Linked DNA regions of Mus musculus: region 2 is linked to region 1. Evidence: chromatin contacts called from public Hi-C data. All regions are on one chromosome and are shown on one strand. The core of a region is the stretch at or near the end of the contact, and the rest is flanking DNA. Distances in the headings are between cores, read along the strand shown. Region 1 has its middle 32 kb from the start of Gm22434. Region 2 overlaps Prrx1 (paired related homeobox 1).

Evidence for each region. Hi-C and Micro-C count contacts between places; a contact is called where the count stands out from the background.
Region 2: a Hi-C map of the C3H10T1/2 cell line shows a contact between it and region 1, with 9 times the contacts expected there. The contact joins two enhancer-like sites. A contact is called at or near these places in 4 of 15 datasets of contacts at CTCF or cohesin (the NIH/3T3 cell line, embryonic stem cells, liver and 1 more), 77 of 484 Hi-C or Micro-C datasets (3T3-L1-derived adipocytes, the C2C12 cell line, the C3H10T1/2 cell line and 38 more), 11 of 115 datasets of contacts at active chromatin or transcription factors (astrocytes, craniofacial prominence, embryonic fibroblasts and 5 more) and 2 of 9 other capture datasets (adipose tissue and pancreatic islet).

What each region holds. Positions count from the first base shown.
Region 1 is chr1:163,147,943-163,152,506 of GRCm38.p6, forward strand. No RefSeq gene overlaps it. Among named protein-coding and RNA genes, the nearest start is that of Gm22434, 32 kb to the left of the region's middle. Within about 2 kb of position 2,704, at least 27 of the 459 cell types and tissues checked have an H3K27ac peak or open chromatin away from gene starts, as enhancers often do. A contact at or near this core is called in the C3H10T1/2 cell line and the STO cell line, where this site is marked.
Region 2 is chr1:163,288,066-163,292,629 of GRCm38.p6, forward strand. All of the region lies in intron 1 of Prrx1 (paired related homeobox 1), which reads right to left. All of the region lies in intron 2 of Gm20471 (a long non-coding RNA gene), which reads left to right. Among named protein-coding and RNA genes, the nearest start is that of Gm20471, 10 kb to the left of the region's middle. Within about 2 kb of position 2,721, at least 27 of the 459 cell types and tissues checked have an H3K27ac peak or open chromatin away from gene starts, as enhancers often do. A contact at or near this core is called in the C3H10T1/2 cell line and the STO cell line, where this site is marked.

The DNA.
Region 1 (4,564 bases), core at 1,454-3,953:
GGTAAAAATTCCTGGAGGCTTATTCTGTTTTGACGTATCTGTCTTTATTTGTCCTTTTTGTTATTGTTGTAATTTTGTTCTCATTGTGTTTTTTAAATTTTATTTTATTTTTAATTTATTTTTATACTCCATATTCCATTCCCCATCCCCCATCCACCCTCTGACTGCTCCACATACCACACCTCCTCCCTACCCCCCACCCCACCTGACCTCTAAACTCCCTGGTGCCTCCAGTTTCTTGAGGGTTAGGTGCATCATCTCTGAATGAACACAGACCCAGAAGTCCTCTGCTGTATGTGTGGTAGGGGACTCATATCAGCTGGTGTATGCTGTCTGTTTGGTGGTCCAGTGTTTGAAAGATCTCGGGAGTCCAGATTAATTGAGACTGCTGGTCTCCTATAGGATCACCCTTCTCCTCAGCTTCTATCAGTCTTCCCTAATTCAATAACAGGGATTGGCTGTTTCTGTCCATTGGTTGGGTGCAAATATCTGTCTATTCAGCTGCTTGTTGGGTCTTTCAGAGGGCAGTCTTGATAGATCCTTTTTTTTGTGAGCTCCCCATAGTCTCAGTAATAGTATCAGGCCTTGGGACCTCCCTGTGAACTGGATCCCACTTTGAGCCTTTTCCTGGGCCTTCTTTTCCTCAGGCTCCTCTACATTTCTATCCCTGCAATTCTTTCAGACAGGAACAATTATGGGTCAGAGATGTGACTGTGGGGTGGCAACCCCATCCCTCACTTGATGCCCTGTCTTCCTGCTGGAGGTGGGCTCTAAAAGTTCCCTTTTCCTACTGTCAAGCATTTCATCTAAGGTCTCTCCCTGTGAGTCCTGGGAGTCTCTCACTTCCCAGGTCTCTGGTGCATTCTGGAGACGCCCCCCCCCAACCTCCTATTTTCTGAGACTGCCTGTTTCCACTCTTTCTGCTGGCCCTCAGGGCTTCAGTCCTTTTCCCTCACCTAATACCAGATCAGGTTCCCCTCTTTCCCTCTCCCCCCTCCCCCATCCACTTTCCCTCTCATTGTGTTTTAACCAGCCTCTTTAAAATAAGTATTCTTCTCTTATTAGATAAATATTCTTTGAAGATTCCATACATGTATACAATGCAAGTTGACCATGTCCACCCCTACTACCTCCCTCAGTACCCCACAACACATCTCCCTCCCAACCTCATGTCTTTGTTCTTTAGCAACCCACTGAGTCCAGTTATTGCTGCCCATATGGACATGGGTGTGAGACTGTCCACAGAGGCAGGGACAACCTAGCAGCAGCCTTTCTCCCAAAGAAGTTTAAAGCTTCCTGCTTCAGCAGCTGTCAGCCAAAAGCTCCAAAGGTAGGGATGCATTCCCTAGACACTCTTACCCATGTGTGCCCCTCCCTCTTCTTTGCTGGAGTTGTGACTGGCTTGATCTTGTGCAGGTCTCGTGCACTAGCTGGTGTGAGTTTATGAGTGAGGCAGCCATGCAGAGTCTGGCAGACAGCATTGCATAGCTCTACTCTCCATCCTCTGGCTCTTGCTACTGCGTTTTCTACAATGATCCCTGCGCCTTAGATATGTGGGTGTATGGGGGGGTGTTGATATCAATGTATCTCATTCCTGAGCCTTATGTGTATGTGTGTGTGTGTATGTGTGTGTGTGTGTGTGTGTGTGTGTGTGTGTGTTAGGGGGCAGTGATATAGATGTGTCTCCTCTAGGACTGACTGCACACAAGCTCAGCACTTGGGCCATTTTTTAATCTCTTCTTCTATCTATGGGTAGAGACATGCATGTTTAGAAGACAGTTTGTATACTTATTTCTTTCAACCCTTTACTGTTTTTTTTTTTTTTTTTTTTGATTTTCTGACTTACAACCTCACAGTATGCATGTCTGGGGTCTCAATAATGCTGGCAGGCAATTCTAGACTGTCTCTCCAGCCTGAAGCCCAGCCAAAATTAACTGTCACTTGTTTGCTAGCAATGGGGGATAGCACCAGGTCCCTTACCTTTAGTGTAATTCATCAGTTAGCAGCCAAGTGCCATCTCGTGGAACACTGAACTATTTCCAGTTCTTAAGGCGTCTTCTCTATTAAGTACCATTTTCCAGAGGAACCACACATGTGGGGTAGAAAAAGTTGATCTCATAAAAGACAACATTACAATACTAATTGCCCTCAATCTGGCACTGCTGTACAATATAGTGATCATTGCTAACAGCAAGGTACTGCATATTCCAAAGTAGATCGATAGAGGATTTTAACATTCTCATCACAAACAGATGATAATGTTAGCTACGTGTGCAAATTATCCTGATTTAATCACTAAAATGATGTATATATGAGTCAACGAATCACATTGGACCTCATAACGATGTATATACATTTATAAAATTGTATTGTAAATAATTACTGCCATGCTGTGATAACAATCCAGTTGAGAATTAAATCGAACATAGTAAAATGATGGCGACTTTCATTCTTCCACGGGAGCTTGAAGGCTCTAGTGGGCAGAGGGCGCAATAGAACAAGGATCCTTTAAGGTCCGGGAAGAAAAGGGTTTTCAAACACAAACTTTCAAAGAGCTGGGAAGTAGGGTGGCATTTTTATCGGCTCGCTAAATAGCAGAGATGTTTTCCTTTTTTAATTCTTTATATGCTCTCAAACACTGCATCTACCAGAGGGGGCATACGAGTACCATAATAAAGGAAGCTACGAACTCCCTGGGTTTTTTTCTGTCCAAGGGGTGGCAGTGTTATCCCACAAATCCTTTTGGAAGTTGCACAGCTGTGCTGCCTTAGCTACACAGCTCTTGGTCTGGATTTAGTTTCAGGTGCCTTCACCTTTAGTCACACCTGTTTTTCCCATAATGGGACATGCTCTAGCGGTTTAGACATCTCTTTTCAGAGAACATTGTTTCTGAGAAGGGTATACAGTGGTTGAGCAATTCCATAGTAGGTCACTACTTTAGTAACTGATAAAAAATAATAAACTTTGTCCCAGTCAGGCGAGGGGAAAGGTCTTTATTTCAGCCTCATTTTTGTTAGTTAGCACTGAACTGTAATCCATACCACCTGAATTCATGAACCAATTAATTAATTTACATGCATTGAGGCGGTGGCGCTTCCAGAATCTGCATTTCCTACTTTTTATACAGAGCTAGAGAGGGGGGGAGAGAAGGAGAGAAGAAGGGAGGCAGAGATAGAAAAAATGAGATCCTATCTTTTCCCTTACTTAAAATATCTAATCATATATGTGTATGTATGTATGTATGTATGTATGTGTCCCAGTATTAATAATCTCAATCTGTGCTGCTATTTTCACAAGCTAATAGTTAAAAAGGAAGTCTACAATTCAGCAATTTCATTACTGAACTGTGTAACCAAAGGTACAGTCAATGGGCAAGATGTGAACGCAACTTAAGTGTCTATCAATAGATGAATAAATTTTAAAACATGGTATACATACACAATGGAACGCTATCCAGCCACAAAGGAGTAGAATTCCTTTGTTTGTAAAACATGGACAAACTTACTCAATATTGTTAAATGAGATAGACCAGAAGCAGAAGGACAAACAGGACACGATCTCACATTTGGAATATAAATTAAAGGTGATTTTATTAAAGTAACGGACTGAAGGTTGGTTGGCAGAGGCTGGGAAGGATGGGAACGGGAGCGAAGAGGGACCAGCTCAGTCAATGAATACAAAGTTAGTGAGACAGCTTAAATTCTGGTGTTTTACCACAAGACTTGATAGCTGTAAATTAGCAGTGAGGTATGATGAACTTCAAAATAGCAAAGGACACTTAGGATCTTCTCTCTACGAAGAAATTCTAGATAGATTCTACAAACTAATTGGACTCTGATTATTATACAATGTATAAATGAATTATATATCATGTCCAAACTCATAAACGTTAACAACTGCATAATGACTGAAGGTTTCCTAAAATACCGTTAAATTATGTTACGTCTGTGAGAATTTAGCATGTGCTAGACTCTCTTCTGATCATACTGGATTCTTGTAGCAGTTCTACAGAGTAAGCAGAATTACTCTGTCCATTTTATCATTGAGGAAATGGGGCACTTCAAGCAGCCATGTCGTAGCTCCCTGAGGATCTGAGTCGTGGCAGTGCGTCTGTCTGTGCGTGCAGTAACAGCCGAAACTGACAAGGAACTCACCAAGTACGCGTCTATGCCCTTTGTATACACTATAGCAGTTAATTTTCCTGCCGACACTTTGGACAAGGCATTAACTATTCCCTTTACGTTACTTGTGTTTCCCATAGGAGCTTAACTGCCTTTCTTGGAAAAATATAAATCCATTCACCTCTCCACTCCTTGAATATAAGCATGCAGATTTGTGCAAACACAAATTTATTAATTTAAGGCCAAGTAACTTCTAGAGCGCTGATAATTTGCTTTCATGAAACTATAGGGTAACTTTTCCCAGTTGCATTTCATCCAGCATTGTTGGAAATGTCAGAAACATGTGTTTTCAAAATCTTTATTACTTTCTCTTCAGAAAAAATACTTCAGCATAGAATGAGTGATCTAGTGACTAACTAGAATTTATGAATTTTTGTTCATCT
Region 2 (4,564 bases), core at 1,471-3,970, 140 kb after region 1:
TGCTACTATGTGTGGCTGAAAATGATTTTTCAAGGTGATAAATATCCAGTCCCTGGAATCATGTGCTGACAGTGTTTCTAAGAGGCCATATGTTTTCTGATATAGACACATGGCCACAAACATGATTTAAATACAAATTTGCTTCAGAAACCAACGTTTCTATTCACATCTTTTTATAATAATATAAACACTCTCCAGTCCCTGAGTTTCCTTCCCCAACATACTGCATATCTCAAAACCTTGTTTATCAAGCAAACTGTTCCTGTCATTTGTATTACATAACCTTGGGCTATGTAGCCTGTGATAGCCACGCATAATATTTATTTGCTGATTCATTTCTTGACCATATTCTAAGAACTATGCAAAACTCCACAGAGATATTGCCTATATCAATCCAATTTTAAAATAATAGATTTTTTAGACAATATAAAAAAGTAAAGAATAGCCATCACTGCATAAATGAAATTAGCCACTGTATAGTAAAATATAGCAACCAAAAGACATCTCCATCAGTGATTTCCAGTACACACATCTCAGAAGTGTAACAACCTTCAAGTGTCACAATAAAATTGGGAAAATAAGTACAGATAGCAATTATTTTTCATAAGTTAAATATGCTTATTTTATTTTGGAAATAAACTCTATCATTTTAGTGCTGCAAAGTGATTTGTTCTATGAAATAGCAAATTGTAGGTTAATTTAAATATTCTCACTAATCTACATAGGCATTTTCCCAGTTTCAAAAAAAAACCCAAAATTTTACTGCTACATAGATTTCTAAATTCTGGGTCCATTTAAGCATGAATCTAAAATTAATTTTCAAGGAAAGTTAGAGGTTGGAAAGCATTGGAAATATCTGACTTAAAGCTATCCTTAGAAGCAAGAATAAAGCATCCAATTACTGTTTTTCAAAGTGATTGGTGAAATAGGAGCACAAAAAAAGAAAGACAGAAAGACAGGAAGGAAGGAAGGAAGGAAGGAAGGAAGGAAGGAAGGAAGGAAGGAAGGAAAAGAAAGAAAGCTGGCAGTGAAGAATCAGAGTTTAGTTTTCAGCCCAGTGCAGTCTGGGTTCAGAAAAGAATATTCACATTCTATAAATCATTTTTTCCTAACCCGTGTCTGCTGCGAGTGCGCCAACGCTTCCAGAAGTTCCTTTCTTACTTTACTTTGTAGGTTCAAAGTCCATACAAAGGTCTAGAATTAATCTTACCTTCAACAATCTCTAGGTTAATAATGATGATAACAACTGTTGGGATGTATAACAATGAATTCAAAGGTCGCCCCAGTGAGTGGATGTACTGCCTACGTGTCTGAACTTCTGTTTACAGGAGAGCAGTGTGTTCCCATCAAAGTGTTCCTGTGGCTTAACTTTATGCAAAATCTATTTCCCCAGGTCCCTTCCTTTCTCCTTTTCCTATTCTCTTGCCATAAAGGTTTGGAGATTGAGGAGAAGTATTTGGTCGCTTGCTCTGTGACCTCCAGGTCTTCTGAGACTATATATTCATTTTGAGATTGAGTCCCTTTAGTTACCTAAAGGGTCCACACACTAAATTGTTTCCAGATGTTTACAAATATTTCAAGGAAATATCCACATAGTTTTTATGGCTGAGTGATAAAGGACTCCACAGTGTCTGTCCCGTTGTAAAATGAGCTCCGAGCACTTATTATAAAATAACTTTGAATTGACCAGGACTCACTACATGACAGGCATAGTACTCACCCCCTTCAATACATCATCTCATTAAGTGTTCATGAACACGTCATATGGGGGTCTGGGAGTGTTTTAGTCTTCCTTTTAGGGGAAAGGAAAGGAGGCTCAGAAAGTCCTTCAGAACAAACAAGACAGGGAAAAAAAAAATGCTGTTCCAGGCTCACATTCTGCATCTGTGTGTTGTAACTCTCTCAGAGAAGAACTTGCCACTGTTGGTGTAATATGGGAAAGATAGGAGAGAATTTACAAAAGTCCTGGAGCATCCCTAAGTATCCAAAGAGACTGTCGTGAGAGAGCAGAGAAGGGGGCTTCTAGAACAAAAGTCCTACACTTTCAACCAGTAACATCAATAGACATGTCCACAAAATACAGGCTACCAAGGCCCGAGGCCAACGTAGTTTTGTTGTTTGAAAAACATCTGTTGCATGTGAAGTTCTGAAATTTTCCTGTTGCATGTTTATATTGTTTTTCACTTATAATACTCGGACTTACGAAAAAAATAATCAAATGGTCAAGATCTCTTATTAAGCTCTTTTCATAGAAACTATGCTTTATATTTTAACACTCTGACACTGAAAAAAAAAAAACAATCCTCAAATGTATTTGAAATGAGGTAGGACGATGTGCAATTGTTATTTAGTTACTCTACCTAAGCAAAGAAGCAAAGCATAATGATTTGGGGGGAACTCAATGAGAGCTGGCTCCTTTACTCAAAATAAACAGTAGTTCAAAATGCCCTATATTTGTTCTTGGAAACCATTCTAACTTCTTCCTGTCAGTTTACTGTATTTATCTGGGATGTTTACACTGCTGATTAGTATTGCCCTGGTGTATTTCCACGAGATTTTGTATAGGCTGATAATAAGATTAAAAAAAAAAAAAACCTAGGAAATGTGCACACATGAGAGAGAAGTGTCTACTGTGGATTAGCCAAAGAATTCACGAGGTGGGAAAGTCCATATGCAGGCAATTAAGAGGTGACTGCTTGTCCTGGATGTCTCTCAAGGAATCCACTGTACAAGCTGCTGCAGCCTGTTTGTCTTGTAACCATGTTAAATGTCATCCACCTCTCTCCCTGATCTCGTCAAATCGCTCCTCCAACCCCAAAAGGCTAGAATTCAAGTAAGTGTCAGAAGTGGCTAGCCTTAGCCAGCCATCTTTCCTAGCCCATTCCCTGAGGCACTGTAGTACTCTCAGACTTTTGACCTTGCTGAAACCACAGGAGAAATCTTTTTCCTCACAGTTCCTTCTCCCTTCCTGCTCCCTCTCCTCCTCAAGCCACCACGACTCCTTTTAAAGAAAGGATGAGCTGTAAAACAGAGCTGCCTATTTTTGCTTTCTTAGGTTTCTGGTCCCTAGGGCCCAAAGGTTTTTTCCCAAGCTATCATTCCCTACTCTCTAAATTATAAAAAAGAAAGAAGAAGAGAAGGAAGAGGAGGAGGAAAAGAACATAAGACATAGGTTGTGATAATGTTTTTGCATTTTTAATGAAAAACATGCCAATATTTATTGATTTTTCAGTCTTTTAAAAAGATTTCTGTTTTTAAATTCTCTCTCTCTCTCTCTCTCTCTCTCTCTCTCTCTCTCTCTCTCTCTCTCTCTGTGTGTGTGTGTGTGTGTGTGTGTGTGCAGATATTCATGGTGGCCAGAAGCATCAGAGCCTTTTGAATATGGAGTTCCAGTCACTGGTAGGCTGCCCCTTGTAGGTGCTAGGGACAGAATTCAAATCCCCTGGAAGAGTACCGAGCAGTTCTAACTGCTAAGTCATCTCTCCAGCCTCACTGCAAATCGTGTGTGAGTTGAACACCAGTGAAAAGAGCCAGAGCAGAAACCTAGCAGGCAAAGGCACAATGTCAACTGCTACCAAGGGCATCCATGAGACTCCACTCAGTCCTCGAGGTCTCGTAGGATTGAACAGGTACCTCACCAACTGAATCTGCTTGTTTGCTGTTTACGTTAGTCTTAATGCACAATGTTTGGACTTGTAAAAGGAAAAGAATATGGCACTACACTCCAAGTACCAATCAGATATCACCTCCTCCCAAAAGCCTTCCTTCTGATTCTCTGGTAAATATCAAAGGGTTGCCCTCCAAGCCTATAACAGTTTGTTATTTATATGGAAATTTCCACTAGACCTCAAACTATACATAGACTTTTTGGCTTAAACAAACTCAACCAAGCATGAACATTTTTCATTTTCTTAATATGCAGAGGCCATCAGTGGCACCCTTAGGCAGAAATGAAAGTGGAACTGAAATGTAAATGGTGTGACTCCAAATGCCAACTCTTTATTCTCTATCTATCCAAATGAATACTTTTCAAACTAATGAGATTGGCTCAAGGCACTTTCCTCCATGACTCATATCCTCTGAGTTCGTCTTACGGAAGGGCTAGCTTCCAGTCAACCTGCTGGCCCTAGCCAGCTGCTGATGCAAGCTGAAGTCACCTTTTTGACATTGCATCTCAAACTCAGGGTGCAGGCTTGAGCCATGTCACATCATCCCCTTTCTTCCTGTATCAGGAAATGAACCTGGTTGATTGGTCCAGCCCCATAGGTGTAAACTAGCTTATCCTGACCCAATTTCCACTTTTATTTTTTTCATTAATGAAGACATCTGGGGAGGCTCAGAGTTTGAAGACATGAACCTCAAATAAGCAAGACCTTATGAAAAAGCTGATCTTTCAGCCTTAGGCAAAATGTAGATTAAATTTCCTGTGCTGAGCAGTGAATACATTTTAAAGCATGTGAGAAGATTCAGAATGCTGAGACAGAAGAGAGACAGAGATAGTCTTGCTTCTTTTTCGAGATATTCTAAGAATCTGAGTGCTTAAGAAATCTGGAGTAGAAAATAT